Regions from separate parts of the Mus musculus genome. Here all the other regions are linked to region 1. Evidence: chromatin contacts called from public HiChIP or PLAC-seq data. All regions are on one chromosome and are shown on one strand. Each heading gives the region's core, a stretch centred on a gene start, on an enhancer-like site or on the middle of the called end of the contact. The rest is flanking DNA. Distances are from core to core; before and after follow the strand shown.

What was found. HiChIP or PLAC-seq counts read pairs in DNA pulled down with a chosen protein or histone mark.
Region 2: an H3K4me3 HiChIP or PLAC-seq map of embryonic forebrain shows a contact between it and region 1, with 2.8 times the contacts expected there. The contact joins the enhancer-like site here to the promoter of Sall1 in region 1. A contact is called at or near these places in 8 of 39 promoter capture datasets (cranial neural crest, embryonic stem cells, epiblast stem cells and 3 more), 1 of 15 datasets of contacts at CTCF or cohesin (stem cell-derived epiblast-like cells), 4 of 484 Hi-C or Micro-C datasets (the G1E-ER4 cell line, brain, liver and 1 more) and 18 of 115 datasets of contacts at active chromatin or transcription factors (embryonic forebrain, embryonic limb bud, embryonic midbrain and 9 more).
Region 3: an H3K27ac HiChIP or PLAC-seq map of heart atrium shows a contact between it and region 1, with 7 times the contacts expected there. The contact joins the enhancer-like site here to the promoter of Sall1 in region 1. A contact is called at or near these places in 2 of 39 promoter capture datasets (both in liver), 3 of 484 Hi-C or Micro-C datasets (cortical neurons and liver), 4 of 115 datasets of contacts at active chromatin or transcription factors (embryonic stem cells, heart atrium and neural tube) and 1 of 9 other capture datasets (adipose tissue).
Region 4: an H3K27ac HiChIP or PLAC-seq map of neural progenitor cells shows a contact between it and region 1, with 3 times the contacts expected there. The contact joins the enhancer-like site here to the promoter of Sall1 in region 1. A contact is called at or near these places in 3 of 39 promoter capture datasets (cranial neural crest, hippocampal neurons and liver), 7 of 484 Hi-C or Micro-C datasets (the N1E-115 cell line, cerebral cortex, cortical neurons and 3 more) and 11 of 115 datasets of contacts at active chromatin or transcription factors (VIP interneurons, cardiomyocytes, embryonic basal ganglia and 8 more).

The regions. Positions count from the first base shown.
Region 1 is chr8:89,041,513-89,044,212 of GRCm38.p6, reverse strand. Sall1 (spalt like transcription factor 1) reads left to right here and starts at 1,351. Exons shown (of 3, transcript NM_001371070.1): 1 at 1,351-1,861. The coding sequence starts at 1,786. Gm3134 (predicted gene 3134) reads right to left here. Exons shown (of 3, transcript NR_166639.1): 1 at 2,417-2,700.
Region 2 is chr8:89,243,983-89,246,682 of GRCm38.p6, reverse strand. No RefSeq gene overlaps it. Among named protein-coding and RNA genes, the nearest start is that of Gm35542, 26 kb to the right of the region's middle. Within about 2 kb of position 1,327, at least 34 of the 459 cell types and tissues checked have an H3K27ac peak or open chromatin away from gene starts, as enhancers often do. A contact at or near this core is called in embryonic forebrain, forebrain, nephron progenitors and 1 more, where this site is marked.
Region 3 is chr8:88,878,576-88,881,275 of GRCm38.p6, reverse strand. No RefSeq gene overlaps it. Among named protein-coding and RNA genes, the nearest start is that of Gm42034, 40 kb to the right of the region's middle. Within about 2 kb of position 1,270, at least 5 of the 459 cell types and tissues checked have an H3K27ac peak or open chromatin away from gene starts, as enhancers often do. A contact at or near this core is called in heart atrium, where this site is marked.
Region 4 is chr8:88,791,418-88,794,117 of GRCm38.p6, reverse strand. No RefSeq gene overlaps it. Among named protein-coding and RNA genes, the nearest start is that of Gm42034, 48 kb to the left of the region's middle. Within about 2 kb of position 1,282, at least 93 of the 459 cell types and tissues checked have an H3K27ac peak or open chromatin away from gene starts, as enhancers often do. A contact at or near this core is called in the N1E-115 cell line, VIP interneurons, embryonic basal ganglia and 3 more, where this site is marked.

The DNA.
Region 1 (2,700 bases), core at 102-2,601:
CCATTACTCAGCCGAAGTTTAGTTAGTTTAGTCCTTCGGGTGCAGGACTTCGGGAACCTCGGCGAGCGGAAACCCCGAGGCAGGAGGAGGTCTAAACTAAGCCGAGGACCAAGCCTCAGGTTCGCAGGCGCCCAAACCCGGAAGAGGGAGTACAGGGCCCGGATCCCTGGGTCCCGTGAGCGGGTAAGAGAGGCTGGCTCCCAGCTCTGGGAGAGAAACAGAGAGAGATGGAGAGAAAAGTTTGGGCGCCGCACGTAGCAAGTGTCGGAAAAGTGAAGGCGAGTCACGGCGTAGCTAGCAGGGCAACGAACAGGACCCCCCCTCCATGCTCACTCACTCCGGGTAGCCACCTCGTCTGCGACGAGGTGGCGGCCTCCACCCCTAGGACACGGAGCACTAGGGTCCAGGGTAGAGGCGGTGCCTAGGGTCTGGCTCCAGCAGCACCACCCAGGCCAGGGGAGCGCTGCTTAGCACAGAATTAGCTGCGCCCCTCCCCTCCCTCCCGCAGAAGCTGAACTCGGAGCTCAGGCAGGTCCTTGCTCTCCACCCGCCCGGAGCTTGGCGGCGCCACGGTGGCCGCCGCCTCCCCGCGGAGTGACGCGCCCTGCAGCCAACCGGGGCGGCCGGGGGGAGGTTCGGGAGGGGGTCCTGGGCGGAGCCGAGCCGCCCCCTTATCCCACGGGCTCGGGGCGCTTCTCCCGAAAACTTCAGCCCTAATTGTCCCGGGAATGTCCAAGGTAGAGAAAGGGAGCTAAGGAGCCAGCAAGAGGCTGGAGGGTCGCCGCTCCCAGGCAGGGAGAGGATGGGGTGGCGAGAAAACTGCCCCTCCCCCCAAGCCCCAAACCCATCACGTCCCCAAACCTTTCCTGGGTCCTCTTCTCCGCACCCCCGCGAGCCCGGGATCCTGAGAGTGGAGAACTCTGGGCGAAGGATCTCCGAGCCAGGCGGCGGGCAGGCGGGAGGGAGGCCCGGCAGCGAGCGGGAGGCGGACTGGCGTGGGGCTGGCTCTTCCCCACTCGCTTTTTTTTTTTTATGAGAGTGGGGGTGGGCTGCTTTCTGGTAGCTCTTAAAGAAAATGAAGGAACACTCACGAAATGGGGCGCCCTCTCCTACCCCGTCCCGCCACGGGACTCCCTCCCCCTCGCGGGCCAGTACGCAGCGCGGGAGTTAGGAAGTTCGCCGCTCGCCCGCAGCCTGGGTCCCCAGCCCCCGCCGCCAGCCCCACCCCCACGCGGCCCTGCTCCGCTAGGCTCCCGGGCGAGCATGCTAATTCGGGTCGGCCCAGCCCGGGATGGAGGGCGGGGGAGGGGGGAGGGGAACGAGCGGGGGGCGCCGGCCGGGGCGCTGGGCGCGCAGTGGCGAGGAGGCAGGCCCCCGGCGGCCGGGCCGCGGAGTCCCCGGCGGTCGCCAAGAGGGTTAACCAAGAGTCGGGCGGCGCGGCGCGCAGAGCCAGCCCCGCGGCCGGCTTATTGGGCCAGCGCGCGGAGAGACAGGGGTCTGCAGCAAATCACGAACTAATTGATTAAGGCGAGCGGGTTTGAATAGCGCTGGCCCGGTGCCAATCGCCTTTCAAAGAGCCCCTCTATGATTAATCGCAATGCATTATTGATAATCATAATTATAGCAGGACACATGCGCGCTGTGCCCGGGGCCGGGGAGCCGGGGAGGGGGCGGGCGGGCCGGCGGGCGGGGGGAGCCGCCGCCGCCGCCGCTCGATTTCCGTAATTTTGAGAAGATTTTTTTTTAGTAATTTTTTATTCTGCCCCAGCTGATGTTTGAGCCAGCATGTCGCGGAGGAAGCAAGCGAAGCCTCAACATTTCCAATCCGACCCCGAAGTGGCCTCGCTCCCCCGGCGAGATGGTGAGTGCTCCGGCCGGCGCCGCGGACACACAGACACGCACTCACACGCACACTCGGACCCACGCACACGCGGCGGGCCCCGCGCCCACCGCCGCTTTCGCCTTCTGCACTCGGCGCGTCTGATTTTATTTCATGCTTCCTCGATTTCAATTTGCCGGGCCAGGCTTCCCCTGTCCCGGGAGAGCCAGCCTATCCCGGCTGGAGCTTTCCGGAGTTCCGTGTCCTCGACTGGGCGGAGTAGGGTCGACTGGCCGGCTCGCTCCTCCGCCCAGAGGGTCGGAGAAGCCGCGGCCACGACCCTGCCGCCCCGAGGGGCGATCTCTCGGGCAGAGGCCATCTGGAGCTGCCCACGCGAGCTCTCTCCCGCTCCCCGCGCGCCACCCGGGTCCCCGGGCTGGGCCTCTGTCGCCTGGGCCTCACCGCCCAGCCCTGCGGCCAACGTTAAAGAAGTTTACTTCGTCCGGGTGGCTGAACGCCGAGCGCGTGGGGAGCTCTCCGTACCCACCCCCCCCCCAAACTCTCGTTCCCACTTGGCTAGCGGGCGAAACATGGTACCTTTGGGGGTTCCGAGCCGTGAGAACTGGGGGTTGGGGTGGAGGAGCGACATCCTGGGGTCGCGGCCGAGTGCTGCCGGTCGCTCTGGAGACTGACTTAGGGACAGGGAAGTGTCGCTTGGTCCGGCTTCCCAAGTTTGTTCTCCTGTCGTTTCTTTCCACACTTGCACCCATAACCCGTCAAAGTCGGGCTTGGATGTGTGCACCCCACGTATTATGGAGTCCCATCCTTCGGGACCCGTTCTGGTAAGGGTCATTAGACACTTTCTTGGGTCCCGGGTATTA
Region 2 (2,700 bases), core at 78-2,577, 200 kb before region 1:
GAAAGTGAAGGAATGAGAAGGCAGAAAGATGAAGAAAAGGAAAAGAATGATTTGGCCAGCCCTGTAGTCCCAGACTATACACAGCTGTCGATTCCTCCCACTTACAGCTAAACGAGACTGAGCCTCAAAATGTCTGTGTGCTGGGTGCCATACTGCACGCTAAGTACAGGGGTAGGGACAGGAGGAGCCCTCCCCAGGGAACTCAAGCTCTGGCTTCAAATGTGAGTCACTTAGAAAGTGAATTACTATCACTCTGACATACAGCAACTGTGGACTCAGGCCTCAGATGTTACATGTGACACCATTTTTCCTTCCCTCTCTTCCTTCCTTTTCCAACCCCCAATAGTGCCTGACTAGCTTGTATCCTAAAGCATATATCCCTCTGCCTCCTGCCTCCTGCCTCCTGCCTCCTGCCTCCTGCCTCCTGCCTCCTGCCTCCTGCCTCCTGCCTCCTGCCTCCTGCCTCCTGCCTCCTGCCTCCTGCCTCCTGCCTCCTGCCTCCTGCCTCCTGCCTCCTGCCTCCTGCCTCCTGCCTCCTGCCTCCTGCCTCCTGCCTCCTGCCTCCTGCCTCCTGCCTCCTGCCTCCTGCCTCCTGCCTCCTGCCTCCTGCCTCCTGCCTCCTGCCTCCTGCCTCTACAGGGATGGCATTGCAGGAGTGAGACACCATGCTCAGCTTCTAGGTTTTAAAGATGTTTGTTTGTGATGTTTATTTATTTACATTTATTTTATGGGTATATAACAATGTCAAATGTGTGCATATTTGTGAGGGTTCACATGCTTTGTGGCACAAGAATATATTGTGTAATGTGAAGATCAAGTCTCCTCAAACATCATCATTTCCTTTACTTGGAAGGCATATTGAGTCCTTCTTGTTCTTTGAAGTGCACAAGCATTATCATGATACAGAGGAGTCCTACTTTGCCCTCGAACATGGGACCTTCCAACTTCTATTTAACCGTAACTTAGTGAAAGACCGATCGGCCGCCTTATAAGCCTCTTCGCTTAGGATTCAAGAGTACTCATTCTTTGGACATAAAGCAGAATGCTCCCGTCGGCCTGAGTGTGGGAGGTCTCAGAGGTTCTCCTGCTGCAGGGACCCCCTACTACAGGCCCTTCTGAGGACTGGGACATCCGTGTGCCATCAATACCCAGCTAAGTGACACCCGCGGAAGAACAGCGGTGCAGGGACAGCTCCCTGTTCACCTTCCTCTTCCGGGGTTTAATTGCGCTCACAAAGGCAAGCCGAGGCCTCCGAAGCATCCCTGCGGCAGTCACAAAGGCAGGGAGACTTCAGGCTAGGACCACAAAGCAGCCTCTGCTCTCCCCCATTGTGCCCAGCAGCCACAGCGGTCTCAGAGCCGGCGGGAGTCTTACATATCTCCTACGTGCAGCAAAGTGGAGGAACAATGGAACAAATTATGAACAAGCTCGGAGCGGAGCTGTGGAATTCTTCCCTTTGTGAGCCTCCCTCGCTGTCTGCTGGGACGGCTGTCTGAGGGCAACACGGGGGTGGGGATATCTCAAGAGTAGAAGGCCAGCCAGGGTCCCTTACTTCGTACCTTTACGGCAGCATTAAATTCTTGTAAAAAGTCGGGGGCAAAATCGAAGAGAAAGCCTTCGAAATGTGTGCGCTGAAGTTGTTGCTCACAGTAATATAAGCACAAGAATTTATTGGGTGGCCGTGTTTCCCCCTTTCTCTGTCCTCTCCTGTGGCCTTACAGAGCTTGAGTTCACTATCAGAAAAGCTGGCTTCTCCAGCTTTGTTGGACTTGGATCATGTTTTCCCCGGATAATAAGAAAGCATCCTTTGGGCAAACAGCTTGGGAACACACCATTAATCATTTTAGTGTTCCAGGTGCAAATTCTTAAGTTAAGAGTGACCCTTTCTTTTTGGTCAATAGCTGTTTTGGCATGGTCTTAATTGTAATGGTTTCTCTTTCCTTTAAGAGGCACTAAGGAAGTCACACCTTTGTGGAGGTCCTAAGCATCATCAAGAAGCTTTTAGTTGATAATGGGTCATTCAGACCCAACACCAATGGAGACAGGACTCGCCACAGATTTGTGAAGTCTCCCACAAAGCTTCAGCAAGTAAAGGGGGGGCTGGTACTCCAAATTTAAGTTGTCTCTTACTGAATGCCAGACATCTGGGAAGGACTCCTTCAATGAAACAGAAGAATTACACCAAGTGACACATCCGTGTTCAAATTAGCCACAGACACAGTAATGTGACAGCCGCTGCTTTCTTCCTGGGTATCAGAAGAAATACTGTGGGTTCGGAGCAATTAGAACAATTTCTTTCCTGGTAAGACTTGGAATATTTATTAGCCTTTTAAAAAAGTGGTTCATGTAGGTGTTGCAGAAAAACAGGTACACCTCTAAAGACAAAACTGGGAGCCTGGGATGTGAAGATGGACAGGAACCGTCTAAAGTCCCTTTCTAATGAACTGGGAGGTTTCTTGAGGGCTACAGCTTGATGCCAGGCTGAGCACCAACAGGTCCTCCTGGGTCAGCATCTGATAAGCAAAAAGGATGCTAAGACAACCTCTAAGATGTCTCGTCTCCCGCGGAGGAGCGCATAAGCAAAGTCAGAAGTCATAGGACAACAAACCAGTTAGCAGCAGAAGCTGGGGTCATACAGATGTTTGGATATGGAGACGAAGGAGGAGTGGTCGCAGCAAGGAAGTATCATGGAAAAGGAAG
Region 3 (2,700 bases), core at 21-2,520, 160 kb after region 1:
AGGACCACGGTCTCTGATGGGCCTCGGCTGCAAGACAGACGGCAATGTCCTGAGAGGACGTTGTCTGGTTCAGGAAGGCTCCAAGTGTCCCTGTGAGCTGGGGCCTTGGGCCTTTCGTCTCTAATTGCTGGAGTTGCCTTAGAAACCATTGGATGGATACTTGCTTCTTTGGTTATAGGAGGTCTCTGGAAAACACTGAAGGTGAATGGTACCTGCATAGAAACACAATGCTTGCCACCTCCTTGTAGGATTTCTGGTCTTCTACCTGCTCAACATAGAGGGAGCAGTGTGGCCAAGTGGTTAGAATAGGCAACCCTAGGTGTTGCCTCTGGTATTGTACTTCACTTCCCTGAACTTGCATCATGTGAGACATGAGGTGACACCCCCCCACACACACACACACACCTATCATGATGAGCGTTGAAGGAAAATGCAGAGAGCCTAGCCCAGGGCTGCTGGCAAGACAGATAGATATTCAGCGAATACTTTTAACACCTATATTATCTACCAGTACAGTGAGCTAAATGCACAGCCACTAACATGTTGCTACTGCTTTCATCAAACCTTCCTTAAAAAAAAAAAAAAAAGAACTCTGATAGGATCAGAGTACAGCTCAGTAGCCATGTACCTAGTATGTTAAATAAAAAATAAAAAAATTAAAGAATTCCAGGCTATGACAGGGACAGATGCAGGTCTGCCTTAGCGTGAAAGTGAACATCTGACCACGTGACCACACCTGCACCGACATTTCATTGACTCTGAGGCTCCCTAGTACTGTCTGAGTCAATCCAGAGACTGCTGGACAGTGAGAAAATAACAATGTCCAGAGGTAAGGACGCCTGCCCCTGTGGGAACAATCAGGACTTGATCCCCTGGGGCCTCAGTTTCCCTGACTGTGACCACATTAGTTCTCAGATTGTCTGTGAAGGAGAAGTTCCTATAGGCGGTGAAGTCACCAGAAACTGGGTGGCAATAATCCCGATCCTAGTGCTTCACGCAGACGAACCCCGCTGGTTGCTCAGGTAGAGGAAGCCAGAGGCCGTGAGCCCCATCCCCATAAAGATCTGACATCTTCCCTAAAGGATCCAGTGTCTGGCGGGGTGTGGGGGAGGAGCAAAGAACGGTAACTGCAGTGGCTAGCTTTGGCTGTGAGAAACAGCGGCCTAAAATAACAAGATTTCAACACGATCAGCCTTTATCTCTCTTCCACATGAAAGCCGGGAAGTTGGCCAGCCAGGCCTGGTGTGGCTGCTCAGCAGCATGAAGTCCTTGGGGACCCAGTTTCCTCCCAGCTCACGGCTCCCCATCCTTAGGGTCATGGGGGCAGCTCTGTCACCACTTTCCAACATGGCAGCCAATGGATCAACAGTCCAAGAAATGACAAAGAGGGAGCCAAGAAAGATGGGGACAGGGACACAAGCCAATTCTCATCTTCCTTTTAAAAAGGAAAAAAAAAAACAAACCTTTTATTTTAAAATAGTTTTAGATGCACAGAAAAAAATGTAATAATAGCACCAAGTGTTGTCATAGAATCCATAACCCAGTTTCCCCAAATATTAATATCTTAGGTTATATTATAATACTGTTGACTAAAGTCCATGCTTTGTTAGATTTTTTTAGTTTCTGCCCAACATCATTCTTCTGTCCCAGGATCTTACCAGATGCTTGGCAGGAGTACTGGGCAGGTGCTTTGCAGAATGTCCTTCAACTGTAATATGTCTAATGCTTTTCTCATGAGTGGGTTGGGGCTCTGGGCTCTGGAGAGAAGACTAGAGAAACACACTAGCCTTCTCTTTCTTGGCGGCTTCCAGCTTTCGCCGATTATGAATAAAGCTGCTAGAGTCCTTCGTGCACATTTTATGTGATATTTCAACTTCGTGCACATTTTATGTGATATTTCAACTTCGTGCATATTTTATGTGATATTTCAACTTCGTGCATATTTTATGTGATATTATTTCAAGCCTTTATAAAACATTCTGTTGAGTACTTGTATGCCTCTGCTGCATGTGCTACATTTAGTTGGTCACACTTAGCTGCAAGGGAGTCTGCGCAATATGGGCTTCATTCTGCACCCTACTAAGACATAACAGTTTACTTGTGGTGGAAAAAAAGAGATTGTGATTATCAGCAGTCTCCATCATGGGAATGCACAGTGCAGAAAGGGAAGAGCATGTGGAAAACACAAAAGAAAGAATGATTTTCCGATGCTCAGGTTCTGTCACCAAGGGACCCAAGAAAAAGTTGTTTAACTGCCCCTGGTTTATAAAACAGAGTCCTGTGGTAAGGAAATGCTTAGTAATGTATTAATTCAGAAAAAAAATGGATCTACTATCTTGGGGCACAAAGAAAGGACTGTAACCCTGCTGAGGTATATTTATAAAGCCTTCCAGTGATACCAGGTAGTGGATCTCAGTGGTGAAATGGATAGAAGCTTCACAAGTTCCCACCTTCAGAGCTCTGTGTGAGGAACCGTGGCACATGAGTGCCGGCTGACGTCCGCATGCCCATCAGTGTAGAAAGCAGCATGAGCATGCCAGCCTCCTGGGCACTCCTTATCACTGGGGAGCTTTGCATAGGAAGCCAGAGGAATCGCTAGACCTCGGTTTCAAACGCACTGGGTGAGCAACCATGCCACATATCAATACAAATTAGTAGACCCAGAGTTCCCTTCCACTGCCCTTGTTGGGCAGTCTGAAT
Region 4 (2,700 bases), core at 33-2,532, 250 kb after region 1:
TCCCACCAACAAGCATATGCATGAAAAGACGAATGTAGACAGGGTGGAGCCAGTGGTGAGAAGGGCAAAAGATGAAATCATAATCCTGCCGGGTTTGTTCATTTCGGTGATAATTAGCGGTGCATTCACGCCGCTTCACCGGCCGCTCCCGGCTGATCCCGCGTGATGGATGCCTAGTGGTGCTGAATGCAAATTAGCATAATTTCATTACCGAGGGACCCGTGAAAAGGTTCAATTATAGAGCAATCTCATTAATACCAGGGCTTGTTAAACTAATAGAAAGAGACAGGCCCCGCAGCTCCGAGAGGAGACACGTGCTCCGAATGCTAGTTCTTGAAGCCCCAGTACCTGGCCACGCCCGCACCTCTACTGCCCTGCAAGCTTGGAGCTGGGATCCTGGCCTCCAAGGCCCAGAGCCTCCAGAGGACCTGGTCCGAGAGGCACAGAATTTAGGCTGAAATGGTCTCTGCTAAAGGCCTAGATCCAGGGCATCGCTGCAGAGCCCTGGGATCACGGTGTGGACGGGACTTGGCCAAAGCATGGGGCATGGAGACTGCAGAGCCATAGGGACAGGCGGATGGAGGAAGGGGATGGCCATCTGTCTAGGGGCCGGCCTTATAACACGTAGGCGCCTCTCTAGAGCCTTTCAGCTGTGGCTCACTTTCTCCATTATTATCAGCCCCATTTAGCCTCAAACTCCTGGCAACCCGACTCTGGAAGGAAAGCAGGCTGGAAGCCATCATCCACATGAGTAAAGAAAAAGTCTACACACACCTCTTTTCTGAACATGGAACTCTAGCTTGATGAGGTGTAGGAGGTCGGAGACACACAACACGGGACCATGTCACCTCTTCCTGGGGCCTAGAGGACTCTCCGATTTGGGTAAGAAGCCTTTGACATGGGGTTTCTTAGAAGTTTAACCTCTCCCTTATTTGACCTTAGCAGAAACTTGTCAAACTTTAACCACCTTGAACCCCCAAGCCCCACCCCCAGGAACCCTGACCAGTAACCTCGGACCTGCACTCGTCCTGCCAGCCTGGAACACGCAGAGGTGGACTATTTGACTTTGCTATATTTTTTTCTCACCTCTGTAATATCTGATTTTTTTTTCTCCTCCTGCAATTGTAAGTAAAACAGAACAAGTCCCCAAATGCCCCCAGTGGGAGAATGAGTCACACCGTTTGTTGCTGCACACACAAAAATATGCAGTGACTCAGAGGGCCCAGCAGAAGAGACCAACCCACAAAAGGCCTCATTGTTCAGACTTTCAAGGTATAGGGGAGGGAGCCAAGTGTCTGCAGGCTGCCAGGCTGCCTGAATCTCAGCTGTTGACACTTGCCGTGGGTGTATTTAGGTTCTGCTTCTGCTGTCCCTCCTCCTCTGTTTGCTTTGCTGTTTTGTTTTGAGACAGGGTTGTACATAGCCCAGGCTATTCTCCAGCTGACTAGTGTAGCCAAAGATGGCTTTGAACTCCTGATCATCCTGCCTCTGCTTCCTAAGGACTGGTATGACGACAGGCCTATACCACCATACCCTGATTAGTTTTCCTTTTACAACAACACAATGAAGACAGGCAATATACGGGTAGCTTATTATTTAGCCAGCAGCTAAAACCATTTCTACTTGCAAACGGTGAAGGCAGAGTAGACCCAGGGCCCCTCCAAAATAGCTGGCCCCTGGGACTCCAGGAGCCACATGACAGGAAAGCCACAGACTAAGCTGGCCTAGTCACACATACCTGTAATCCCAGAAGGCTGAGGCAGGAGGATCTTCATGAGCTGGAGATCAACTTGAGTTATAGAGTGAAATGCTCTGGAAGGGAAGAAAGAAGTCGGGGATGGGTATTGCCGGCTACAACAGAGCATCAGAGAAGGGACAGGGATGAGATGAGAGCTTCCTGGGCCTGTGACCATGGTAACAGGCTGGTCCCTGGGTAGACTTATGGGACTGTGGGCAAAGAAAGGTCTTAGCACTGTGGGAGATGCATCTGGCAACTTCAGAGTTAGAACATGAACCTTCCATAGAGATGTATGTGGAGGGTGGGAGCCAGGCTAAGTCCCCATTGATCCCAGCAAGCCACTACTCAAAGTGATAAATTGGCAAGTCCTGGCAGCAAGCACACATTACTGGGGGGGAGGGGATGGTTAGGAGCTATTGGGCTAAAGTGAGCCTGTGGACTCTGGGGAATACTCTGGGTTACAGCAGGAGCTACATATAGCTTTTTTTTTAAGAAAAAAATTATTAAAGAGCCTTTGCTTATACGCCTGATGCATCTAATGCATCCAACCCCCCTCACCCAGAATGTTTTAGCCACCCCTTAGCTGACCTCAGTAAAAATGGGTCAGGATGAAGACAGGGGTTGGGGTTGAGGTGACCTGTATGTTTGTATTCACACTTGTACACGCACCCCAAAACCACTACTCTTCTGCAGAACAAGGGCCAGGTCTCTATTTTCTTGAGCCAACCCTTTGTCACAAATAGTCCTCCTCTTAGGACAGGCAAGGCTTTGTGTACAGGCTTACTGATGGTGGATTTTATAGAGGGGACTCAGGTTCAGCTCAACCACTTTCTGGGCGGCTTGAGCAAACCACACGACTCTCTGTCTATTCTCCCTTCCTTAAAATAAGCCGGCCAGTGGGGTCTGGGCTGGCTCTTGGGGTGCTTCAGTTGGATCCTTGGTCCTCAGGCTCCCTGGCCTTG